2 separate regions of the Mus musculus genome follow, and region 1 is linked to region 2. Evidence: chromatin contacts called from public HiChIP or PLAC-seq data. All regions are on one chromosome and are shown on one strand. The core of a region is the stretch at or near the end of the contact, and the rest is flanking DNA. Distances in the headings are between cores, read along the strand shown. Region 1 holds the start of Glg1 (golgi apparatus protein 1). Region 2 overlaps Pdpr (pyruvate dehydrogenase phosphatase regulatory subunit).

Region 1 (5,384 bases), core at 2,399-4,898, 130 kb after region 2:
AGTTAAATACCAACTGATATTACTTAAAGGTAAAACTGTGCTCCAGGGCTGTTGAGATGGCTCAGTGGTTAAAAGCGCCGACTGCTCTTCAGAAGGTCCCAGGTTCAAATCCCAGCAACCACATGGTGGCTCACAACCATCCATAATGAGATCTGATGCCCTCTTCTGGAGTATCTGAGGACAGCTACAGTGTACTTACATATACTAAATAAATAAACCTTTAAAAAAAAACAAAAAAAAACTGTGCTCCAATAAATCCTGTAAGTGAACTACATAATTTTGGACCACACTAGAGAGAACCTTAAATTCTAAACTTGTAGCAAAGCCTTTAGTTCCAGTATTCAAGAGACAGAAGCAAGTTAAAGCCAGGTTGGTGGATACAGAAAAATGTCCAGGGCTACAGAGTAAGACCTGTGTAGACCTCTTTTTTGAGGGGAGAGAGAAGGAGGAAGAAGAGGAAGAGGAGGAGGAGGAAGAGGAGGAGGAGGGAGGGTGGGCGGGTCAAGCAGCATGCCTTTATTCCCAGCACTTGGGAAGCAGAGGCAGGCAGATCTCTTGAGTTTGAGGCCAAACTGGACTGCAGGAAAGCCAGGGCTACACAGAGAAATCCTGTGTTGGTCTTGGAAAACAAAGACAAAACAACTTGAATATTCAGCTCCTTCCTTCCAACAGTGGGTCTCCAATTTACACGTCACTCCCCTCCAAGGAATATAAACGCACATCCATCAATTCACTCATCCTAAAGCAGCTAACAATATTCTCCAGTTCCAGCCCTGAACTAGGTACTCTAGAACATCACAAAGAAAATAGAAACATAGCTACCAACCATCAGTTTATATATGACCCTGACAAAAGAAAGTGAGTTTACGGGGTTGGAGAGATGTCTCAGTGGTTAAGAGCACTGACTGCTCTTCCGGAAGTCCTTAGTTCAATTCCCAGCAACCACATGGTGGCTCACAACCATCTGTAATGGGGATCCAATGCCCTCTTCTGGTGTGTCTGAAGACAACAACCGTGTACTCACATACATGAAAGAAAGAAAGAAAGAAAGAAAGAAAGAAAGAAAGAAAGAAAGAAAGAAAGAGAGAAAGAGAGAGAATGAATGAATGAATTTACTGAAATATCCTTGCTGGGAATTGGGAATTTTGAGACCGATGGTAGACCAGTGACTACATTTTCAGCTGCGTGTACTTTTCTTTATGCAAACTAATCTAAGGGGGAAAAATGGTACCACTAAGTTAAGACTCCAAAATTAGACAAGTCTGTTCTTTATGGACGGAGAGGGCCACTACATGCATGACAGAAGACCATTCAGTGCTCCTCTAAGGAAAGGTATATAGGTGTTCATAATGTACATAGCTTTAGGCACTCCTTCAACTGGACTTTTTTTGCCACTTTCCCTTAATAATATCCTATTTCTACATCAATACAGTAACAATGTATCTACTAACAGATGGGACAATCTCACCTTAAGGAAACAACATCTAGTAAGTATCCTCAAAAATCAAATAGAAAATTCCAAAAAAGTTTAACAGTTATGACTATTGGCTATGCCGGGCAGCGGTGGCACACTCCCAGCACTTGGGAGGCAGAGGCAGGCCGATTTCTGAGTTCGAGGCCAGCCTGGTCTATACTGAGTGAGTTCCAGGACAGCAGCCAGGGCTACACAGAGAAACCCTGTCTGGAAAAACCAAAAAAAAAAAAAAAAAAAAGAAAGAAAAAAGAAAAGAAAAGAAAAGAAAAAAGACTATTGGCTATATCTACTTTCCAATCTTCAAGCTATACATGTGACCCACGTAAGGTTCCACATTTCTGGTAGCTCTGGAAACTTTCTGGCTCTTGATTTTGTATGTCTTTTCCTCTTATGACTTTGGTTTTTTTAAGTCCTATTGTTACCCTGGCTGGTCTGGAACTCTCTACTTTGACTAGGCTATAGTCTCAAATTCAGAGAGAGATCTGCCAGCCTCTTCCTCTCAAGTTCCAGAATTAACAGGATGTGCCATAAAAAAAAAGGGCCTTACCTTTGCATAACACTAAAGCAAGACTAGCAAATGTCTATAAACCAGTGGTCACATCATGGCCTTGAACAATCCTGAAGATACAGTATTCCAAATGAGATGGCCAAATAGCAATTTTCTACTTGCCAGATTTTGGGAGTAATCTTGTTTATCTAAACCTTTGAAAACAAATATTTCTACCAATATGCTCACGTCTGCAGCATCAAATATAGAAAAGAAGTTGTCAATGTTTTTTAACTGGAGCACACCAAGTAATATAAGCTCTAGAAGAACTCACTAAGGTACTGTTAAAATTATTTCAAACTAGATGAAGTGGTTCAGCCAGATGCGGAAGGATGCCTCTCATAGGCGGCCAACCTGGGCTACAAGCAGATCCGGTCTCAAAAACAACTATCTTAAGACTTCAGAAAGACCCCACTACAGACCACAAACACCTTATATTTATTATATAGCATCAAATGCTGCCTGCAACTTTCTCAGACTTTATAGGGTTCCAAGGGACATGAAGGAACAGCCTAAAAAATGAGGTCCTTTACAAACTGACCACAGGAAGTGAAGACAAAAAAAAAAAAAAAAAAAAAAGCATAGTTTCAGCACCAGGTAAATAGTAAAGATTTACCAATTAAAAAAGAATGTGGTAGAAACAGTAAATTCGGCTTTTGACTACATTCACACCAGAAGAGAACCCAGGTTAGCTCACCAAGCGCCTACTGCTAAATAAACAGCAGATCGATCTTTAGCAGTTTAAATGTACCGATTTTTTTTTCCACGTTGAAATCCATTGCTACAAACTGGCGAGGTCGAAACGGATAGCAAACAAATCCTAAACTGGTTTTCCGGCGAGGAACCGCTCTGCATAGAGCATCACACAAAAGACAGGAGCGCAAACAGAAAACACGCTCCTTAGGCCTGCGCCTACTGAGGCCGTGAGCCGAGGTCCTGATCCCAGAACACCGCGACGACAGGGAGCGAACTAGGGGACCGGAGGAGGAAGGATCGGGGTGGGATCCGCTTGCCCGAACGCACCCGGGAGTGAGGGGCAGGAAAGAGAGAGGCGCGAGCACAGCCCTGAAGGAAAAGAGCAGAGGGAAGCTGCTGCTGCAGCCCGGCATCCGCGGCTTCCAGGCCGGCGACACCCTCCGGCCCGCACCAGGCTCGGCCCTCCTCCCCAGGCTCGTCCCACCTCCTCACCTCCCTCACGTCCTGCAGGCACTCGAGCACCGCCAGGTTGTTGCTCCAGGTGTGTTTGGGGCACACACGGGTCACGTCCTCCCGGCAGGACTCTTCCTCCGCCAGCTTCCAGCCTCCGCCAGTCCCACCGGGCCCCGCTCCGCCCCGCCGGGCCGGGAGCCCGCCCGCCGCGAAAAGCGACTGCTGCTGTTGCTGCTGCTGCTGCTGAGGCGGCGGCTGCTGCTGCTGCTGCGATAACTGAGGCTGCTGAGGCGGCTGTTGGCCGGCCGGGCTGCCGCCTCCACCTTGCCCTGGGAAGGGCCCAAAGTTGGTCCCCGGACCCTGGCCCTGACCGTGACCATTCTGGGCCCCTGCTGCCGCGAGCAGCAGCAGCGGCAACGCCGCCGACAAGCGGAACATCCCCCGTACACGTCCACACACCGCCATCTTGGGTTCGCGGCGAGCTCGACGCACCCGCCGGCGACGTGTATTTAAATGAGGGGGCGGAGCCGCGGGCGTGGGCTGGCGTGGCTCCTCCCCAGCGGGCGGTAGACTCGGGAGTCCGCGGCGGAGTGAAAAGCAGCGGAGGTTGCGCTGCGAAGGAAGGGCCCACGCCCTGGACCCGGCTGGCGGGAAAGTGGATAGCCTTCCCGGAGGAACTGTTGGAGCTGCTGAGAAAACCTGCGTAGGGGCACCGTGGTATAAATCTCTCGATTGTTGACACGGAAGAGAAAAAAGAGAAGTGAATTTGGACTGACACAACTAAGATGGCCGGTGGAATATTTCGCCAGTTCGGTGACTCACGGTGGGTGGAGGAGGAAGGGTTAAAAACTTTGTTGTGTGTAGATGAACTTCAAAACCGAATGTATTCCGGTATCTGAGAGCCTCATTTTGTGTCTGACCTGTATTTCTTACCTAGAGAAGCAGGCGACAATTCGATGAATGTTAAGCGTACATAGGTTATAATCCTTGCTCATGGGCCTTCAAGATGATCGCTCAAATGTAAAGTAAAACTGTGAACTTTTAGAATAAAAACAGGGAGAGGCTGGGGGTGTAGGGGTCAGTTGGTAGAGTGTACAAAGACATGGATTTGATACCCTTCATCTCATAACCCGGCATATGCCTGTGATCCTAGCTTTCAGGAGGTGAAAGCAGGAAGGTTGAAGCCAACCTAAGACTGTTTCGAGAAGAAGAAGAAAAAAGTAACAAAATCAAGGAAACTACCTGGCCTGTAACTTGAAGTCCCAAAAGTTATAGTCAATATTAAACACAACACGAGGGCCTTTGCTTGGACATCTTCTTTAAGAACCAGGACTTAGGGACTGGCAAGATGGCTCTGGTAAGAGCACTGACTGACAGTCCTGAGTTCAAATCCCATCAACCACATGGTGGCTCACAACTATATGCAATGAGATCTGATGCCCTCTTCTGGTGTGTCTAAAGACAACTACAGTGCACTTACATATAACAATAAATAAATCAAAACAAACAAACAAAAAACAGGACTTAGACTCCCCCTACTTCCATTTTTGAAACAAAGTCTCACTGTTGGCCCCTGGCTGACCCAAAACTCACTATGTAGATAGACCAGGCTGCTCTCCAACTCACAGAGACCTCCCTTCCCCCGCCCCGGCCCCCTGTGAACCACAGGTCCAGCCTGTGTCAGCAAATTGTATTGCTGACCTGTACGCAACATCTTCAACATTGCTTTACTACACACTAGTGACCCCTCCTTGGGTTGAGAGCGTCACACTTGGCTTCACACAAGGTGTCAACTAAGCCAGCATGACAAAGGTTAGGTTCTAATTCAATTGAGAAAAACTTTGTACAGAGGGGATATATTAATGGTTCCGTACCAAGAGATTAAATGAACCTCCCAGGATGAACTCTGCCAGTCTGCAGTCAGTTTCCAACTAGAATCCTTGAATCTTCCCACCACTCTGGGACACTTCTATCCCACTCTGACCATTCAGCATGTTGGTGGTAAATGAAGACAACTTGAGACAAAAATCTCTACTGGTCAGTATTTTCTGACCATTTAAAAACACAGGGAGCCGGGCGTGGTGGCGCACGCCTTTAATCCCAGCACTTGGGAGGCAGAGGCAGGTGAATTTCTGAGTTCGAGGCCAGCCTGGTCTACAGAGTGAGTTCCAGGACAGCCAGGGCTACACAGAGAAACCCTGTCTTAAAAAACCA
Region 2 (5,187 bases), core at 1,638-4,137:
AAGCCATCTCTCCAGCTCCAAAAATCTTAAAATAAAGAAGAGATGAATTTGGATTTTAGCTTTGTTATGTGAATAACATAGCCTTTCAGATCTCAGAACCACCACATGAAGGTGTACCATACACCCCTTACACATTAAAGGGAAGTCTGTAAACCAGAGGATCCCTGCAGCACAAGCAAAGAATTAAGTACCTTTTTTACACTTTTTGTAGCTTTAGCTAGCCTGGAACTTGTTATGAAAAGCAGCTGGCCTCTCACATGCTTTTTTCCCCAAGGTAGTTTCTCACTGTATTCTTAGCTGACCTGGAAATCACAGAGATCTCCCTGCCTCTGCTTCTTGGGTGCTAAGACGAAGTGTGTGTGCCAACATATGCCTGTCTTTGAGCATAAACAAAATTACCCACGTCCCCTTTAGATACAGCCTTCATCAATCTAGGTGCACACCTTTAATCCCATTACTTGGGGGAGTGGAGGCAGAGGCAGGCAGATCTCTGTGAGTTTGAGGTCAGCCTGGTTTACTGAGTGAGTTCAAGGACAGCCAGGGCCTTCATACATACTTTGGAGTTTTGCAACATTTAGATTCATGACTTTTTCATTGTTTCTGCTGACTAATTTGGAACTAAAAATGCAAACAGGTGTAAATTACTTGCTAGTGTTTGTTAGCAAGATAGCACCAGTATTTATACACTTTTCTCTCTTCTGAACTAGACATGTTCCATTGGGTGATATCTGATACTTGAGCTTTTCCCCTGTAAATTACTCTCTTTTGAGTTGGAATAATTCCAGGCTCTTATAGCTATTGGTCACTCAGTTCTTCTCAGTTCAGTCTGTGACTCTGAACTTTGATAGCCCATCATGAACACCACCTTAGTAATTCTCAGACAGTTTCTCTGTGTAGTCCTCCCTGTTCTGGAACGTGTTCATGTTCCTTAGACCAAGCTGACCTTGAACGCAGAGATCCAACTGCACCTACTGGAATTAAAGGCCTGTGCATTACTGTTGCTTGGCTTTAAATTTTTTTAATTTATTTAAAAATTTGATGTGTATGAATATTTTGCTTTTGTGTATGCCTGTGTGCCACTTTGATGCCTGATACTTATGAAGGCCAGAAGAGGGCATCAGATCCCCTAGAAGTGGAGTTAGAGAACAATTGTGAGCCACCATGTGGGTGCTGGAAAATAAACCCAGATCCTTTGGAAGGACAGCCAGTGCTTGTATCTGCAGAGAGGTTGTTCTTACCCCGACTCTACCCCCTTTTTTTATGGTCGTGGGAACTGAGCCCCAGAGCCTCATGCATGCTAAGCAAGTCCATCTGCCTCAGTCTCTTGCTTGGTTTTTGATTTTTACTCTGAGTTGGGGACTTGTTAAGTTGCAGTCCTAGTTACTTTTCTCTTGCTATGAGGAGACACCATGACCAAGGCAACTTATAAAGGAATTGCTTAACTGGGGGCTTGTGCATAGTTCAGAGAGTGAGTCTGACCATTATGGTGGGGAGCATGGAGCAGGCAGGCAAGACTGGTACTAGCACAGTAGCTGATTTTTATCTGCAAGTTGGAGGCAGAGATAGCACTGGACCTGGTGTGGGCTTTGAAACTTCAAAGTCCCCCCAGTGACATACCTTCTCTAACAAGGCCACACCTCCTAATCCTTTCCACAGAGTTCCACCAGCTGGGAACCTAACTTTCAAATATATGAGTCTATGGAGGCCATTCTAATTCAAACCATCACAAGCTGCCCAGGCTTGGCTTGGCTGGAACCTTGAAGTCCTTCTACTTCAGCCACCCAGGTCTCTGGAATTGTAAGCCTGTGCTTCCAGGTCCAGCTGACAGAGTGTTTATCTGTTCTAGCTCTGATATATGATCTGAAGGTTCCCCGTTGGGATTTCCAGACTGGAAGGCAGTTACGTACATCTCCTCTTTATGACCGGCTGGATGCTCAAGGAGCCAGATGGATGGAGAAACATGGATTTGAGAGGCCAAAGTACTTTGTTCCACCCAACAAGGGTAGGAATGTGTCTGTCTGTCTGTCTTCTTTTTTAAGAATCTCACATTTTAGCCTAGAACTTACTTTATATTTTAGGTCAGATTTGAATCCTGATCAGCCCTCTTATTTTGGCATCTCAATTGCTGGGATCATAGGCAGAAACCACCCTTGGCTGTGTGTGTGTTGTATGCATGTGTATATGTGCACCCTCGTATAGGCCAGAGATTTATGTTTTCTCTGTACTCCACCTTACTTTTTCAGACAGATTTTTTCACTGAATTTGGAGTTGACTGATTGGCTAAACTGCTGGCCAACAAGCCACAGAATCCTCTCACTTCTGGGATTAACCAGGGTTCACTGTTAATCCCAGCTTTATATCAGTGCTGGGAATCCAAACTCAAGTCCTCATGCTTGCATAGCAAGCTCTTCAGCTACTGAGACAGTTGCTTCTACCCTGCCTTAAAACTGGTATTTAGTGAGTGCCTTTGGCTAGAATGGGTTCCTGGAAGGAAAAGAGTCTGTAGGCCATAATAAAATATATGAAGACTTCTCAGTGTCAAAACTCTTTACTTTCCACCGTGTTTTTTCTGCTTCATAGACCTTCTTGCATTAGAACAGAGCAAGACTTTCTACAAGCCAGATTGGTTTGATATTGTGGAGTCAGAAGTCAAATGCTGCAAGGAAGCTGTGTGTGTCATTGACATGTCCTCTTTCACAAAATTTGAAATAACTGTAAGTATTAAAGTTTGGGGAAACATTTTCTACTTATTGAGTGTTTTCTTTCATGTATTTTCATGTTTTTAATTATATACATATAGTTATTTTGCTTCAATGTATGCCTGTTGACCGTGTGCATGCAGTACCTGAGGAAGCCAGCCAGAAGGCAGCCTTGGCTTCCCCTGGGACTGGAGTTATAAATGGCTGTGGGCTGCCATGCGGGTGCTTGGGAATTGACCAAACAGCCAGTGCTCTTAACCAAGGAGCCACCTCTTCAGCCCCCAAAATGTTTGTTTTGATCTCCCCCTCCCCTCCCCTTCCCTCTCCTCCCCTCCCCTCCCTCCCCTCCCCTCCCCTTCCCTTCCCTTCCCCTCCCTTCTCTTCTCTTCTCTTTCAGACAGGGTTTCTCTGTGTAGCCCTGGCTGTCCTGGAACTCACTTTGTAGACCAGGCTGGCCTCCAATTCAGAGATCCACCTGCCTCTGCCTTCTAAGTGCTGACATTAAAGGCGTGCACCGCCAGCCCAGCAAAGACTTGCTTGTGTATGAGTGTTTTGTCTGCATATATATCTGCATACCAGAAGAGGACACTGGATCTCATGAGACTCTAGTTTTAGGTGGCTGTGAGCCACCCTGTGGTTGCTAAGATTGAACTCAAGATTTCTTTCTGGACGTGTAGCCAGTTTTCTTGACCACGGAGACACCTCTCTAGCTCCCAAATGCCCATTTTTCACTTATTACCTCAAAACTGATTCTGGAAGAACTCTACACTATTTTAGTGTTTCAACTGTATAATCACATTTTTCTGAAGTTTAGCTCCTGTAGCAGTTTTTAATTAACTTGGTAAGACATGTTTATCATAAGTACTGATGGTTAGATTTCCTTGTGGCTTACAGGAAAGTAAGCCTGCAAATGGTGCCATGTAGGTTGTATCTTTGAGTTCCCTCAGTCGGGCAGTGCGGTCAGGTGCTCCTGTGTTCACTGTCCCCACCTCAACCTTGCCTTGCAGTCCACTGGGGACGAGGCGTTAGAAAGTCTGCAGTACCTTTTCTGCAATGACCTTGATGTACCTGTAGGCCACATCGTTCATACTGGCATGCTCAATGAATATGGAGGATACGAAAACGACTGCAGCATCGCACGCCTGACCAAACGCAGGTGAGCTGAGCTGCCATGCCCTTCTCCTTCCACTAAACTGATACTTCACGGGCTCTGGATGTTGAACAATTAGTACTTCTCTAGGAGGCCACAGTCCTAGGAGCCCAGAAACGATTTCATAAACTCCTGTCTAAATCACTAGTCACCTGTAAACAAATCAGCAAAGGCCAATAAAGAGAAGAAACCCAGGGTGGGTTGGTGGCTCATACTTATAATGTCAGGAATGTGAAGGTTTAACACAAGTTTGGGGCCAATCTGGGCTACATGAGAAGTTCCAGGCCAGCTTGGCCTATGAAGTGAGACTCACTCTGCTTAAAAGATAAGAACAGAATAAGTTGTACTATGTATAACTGTACACTGGGTGTAGTCACCCTAATGGGAAAGGATTCTTTAGAAATGTTACTAAATCTGTGTAAATTTTCTGCCTTTTGGTTTTGATTATTTTGGGGTTTTCATTTTCAGTTTCTTTATGATTTCTCCAACCGATCAGCAGGTCCACTGTTGGGCCTGGCTTAACAAATACTTGCCGAAAGACAGCAACTTGCTGCTGGAGGACGTCACCTGGAAATACACAGGTAATCAGTCAACCTTCACAGGGCAGCCCAGTAAAGAAGCAGACGCAGATCATCTTCTACTTTATGTACTTATTTATATTTGACTTTACAAGTAAGCATCAGAATTAGTGTGAAAGAGACATGCTGGGGCAGGGCTGGAGAGATGGCTCAGTGATTAAGAGCACTGACTGCTCTTCCAGAGGTCCTGAGTTCTATTCCCACCAACTACATGGTGGTTCACAACCATCTGTAATGGGATCTGACACCCTCTCCTGGTGTGTCTGAAGAGAGTGACAGTGTACTCATATAAAATAAATAAATTAAAAAATAAAAGTAAAGACATGCTGGGGCTGGAGTGGTGGTTGAGAAGTTAGGAACACTTTACTTTGTGCTCCTGTAGGTTTCTGGTTCCCTTACCTGAGGGCAGCTCACAGCTGCCTGCAACTCCACTTCCAAGGGACCTGATGCCTTCTTTTGGCTTCCATTTGCATCTGGTACATGTGCATTTGCAAACACCCATAAAGATAAAACACATAAAATAGAAATAAAAACATCTTTGGGGCTGGGGAGAAACGGCTAAGTTAAGAGAGCTGCCTGGCCGGGCAGTGGTGCCTTTAATCCCAGCACTTGGGAGGCTGGGAGGCAGAGGCAAGCAGATTTCTGAGTTCGAGTCCAGCCTGGTCTACAGAGTGAGTTCCAGGACAGCAAGGGCCGAACAGAGAACCCTGTCTCGAAAAACCAAAAAAAAAAAAAAAAAAAAAAAAAAAAAGAAAGAAAA

What was found. HiChIP or PLAC-seq counts read pairs in DNA pulled down with a chosen protein or histone mark.
Region 1: an H3K4me3 HiChIP or PLAC-seq map of the 230-238 cell line shows a contact between it and region 2, with 27 read pairs. The contact joins the promoter of Glg1 here to the enhancer-like site in region 2. A contact is called at or near these places in 3 of 15 datasets of contacts at CTCF or cohesin (embryonic stem cells, pro-B cells and stem cell-derived epiblast-like cells), 7 of 484 Hi-C or Micro-C datasets (the HPC-7 cell line, bone marrow-derived macrophages, embryonic stem cells and 1 more) and 8 of 115 datasets of contacts at active chromatin or transcription factors (the 230-238 cell line, the HL-1 cell line, the SCID.adh cell line and 2 more).

The regions. Positions count from the first base shown.
Region 1 is chr8:111,255,562-111,260,945 of GRCm38.p6, forward strand. Glg1 (golgi apparatus protein 1) reads right to left here and starts at 3,649. Exons shown (of 26, transcript NM_009149.3): 1 at 3,210-3,649. The coding sequence starts at 3,635.
Region 2 is chr8:111,121,899-111,127,085 of GRCm38.p6, forward strand. Pdpr (pyruvate dehydrogenase phosphatase regulatory subunit) reads left to right here. Exons shown (of 18, transcript NM_198308.1): 11 at 1,847-2,002; 12 at 2,581-2,714; 13 at 3,707-3,855; 14 at 4,318-4,430. Among named protein-coding and RNA genes, the nearest start is that of 9430091E24Rik, 21 kb to the right of the region's middle. Within about 2 kb of position 2,888, at least 2 of the 459 cell types and tissues checked have an H3K27ac peak or open chromatin away from gene starts, as enhancers often do. A contact at or near this core is called in the 230-238 cell line and pro-B cells, where this site is marked.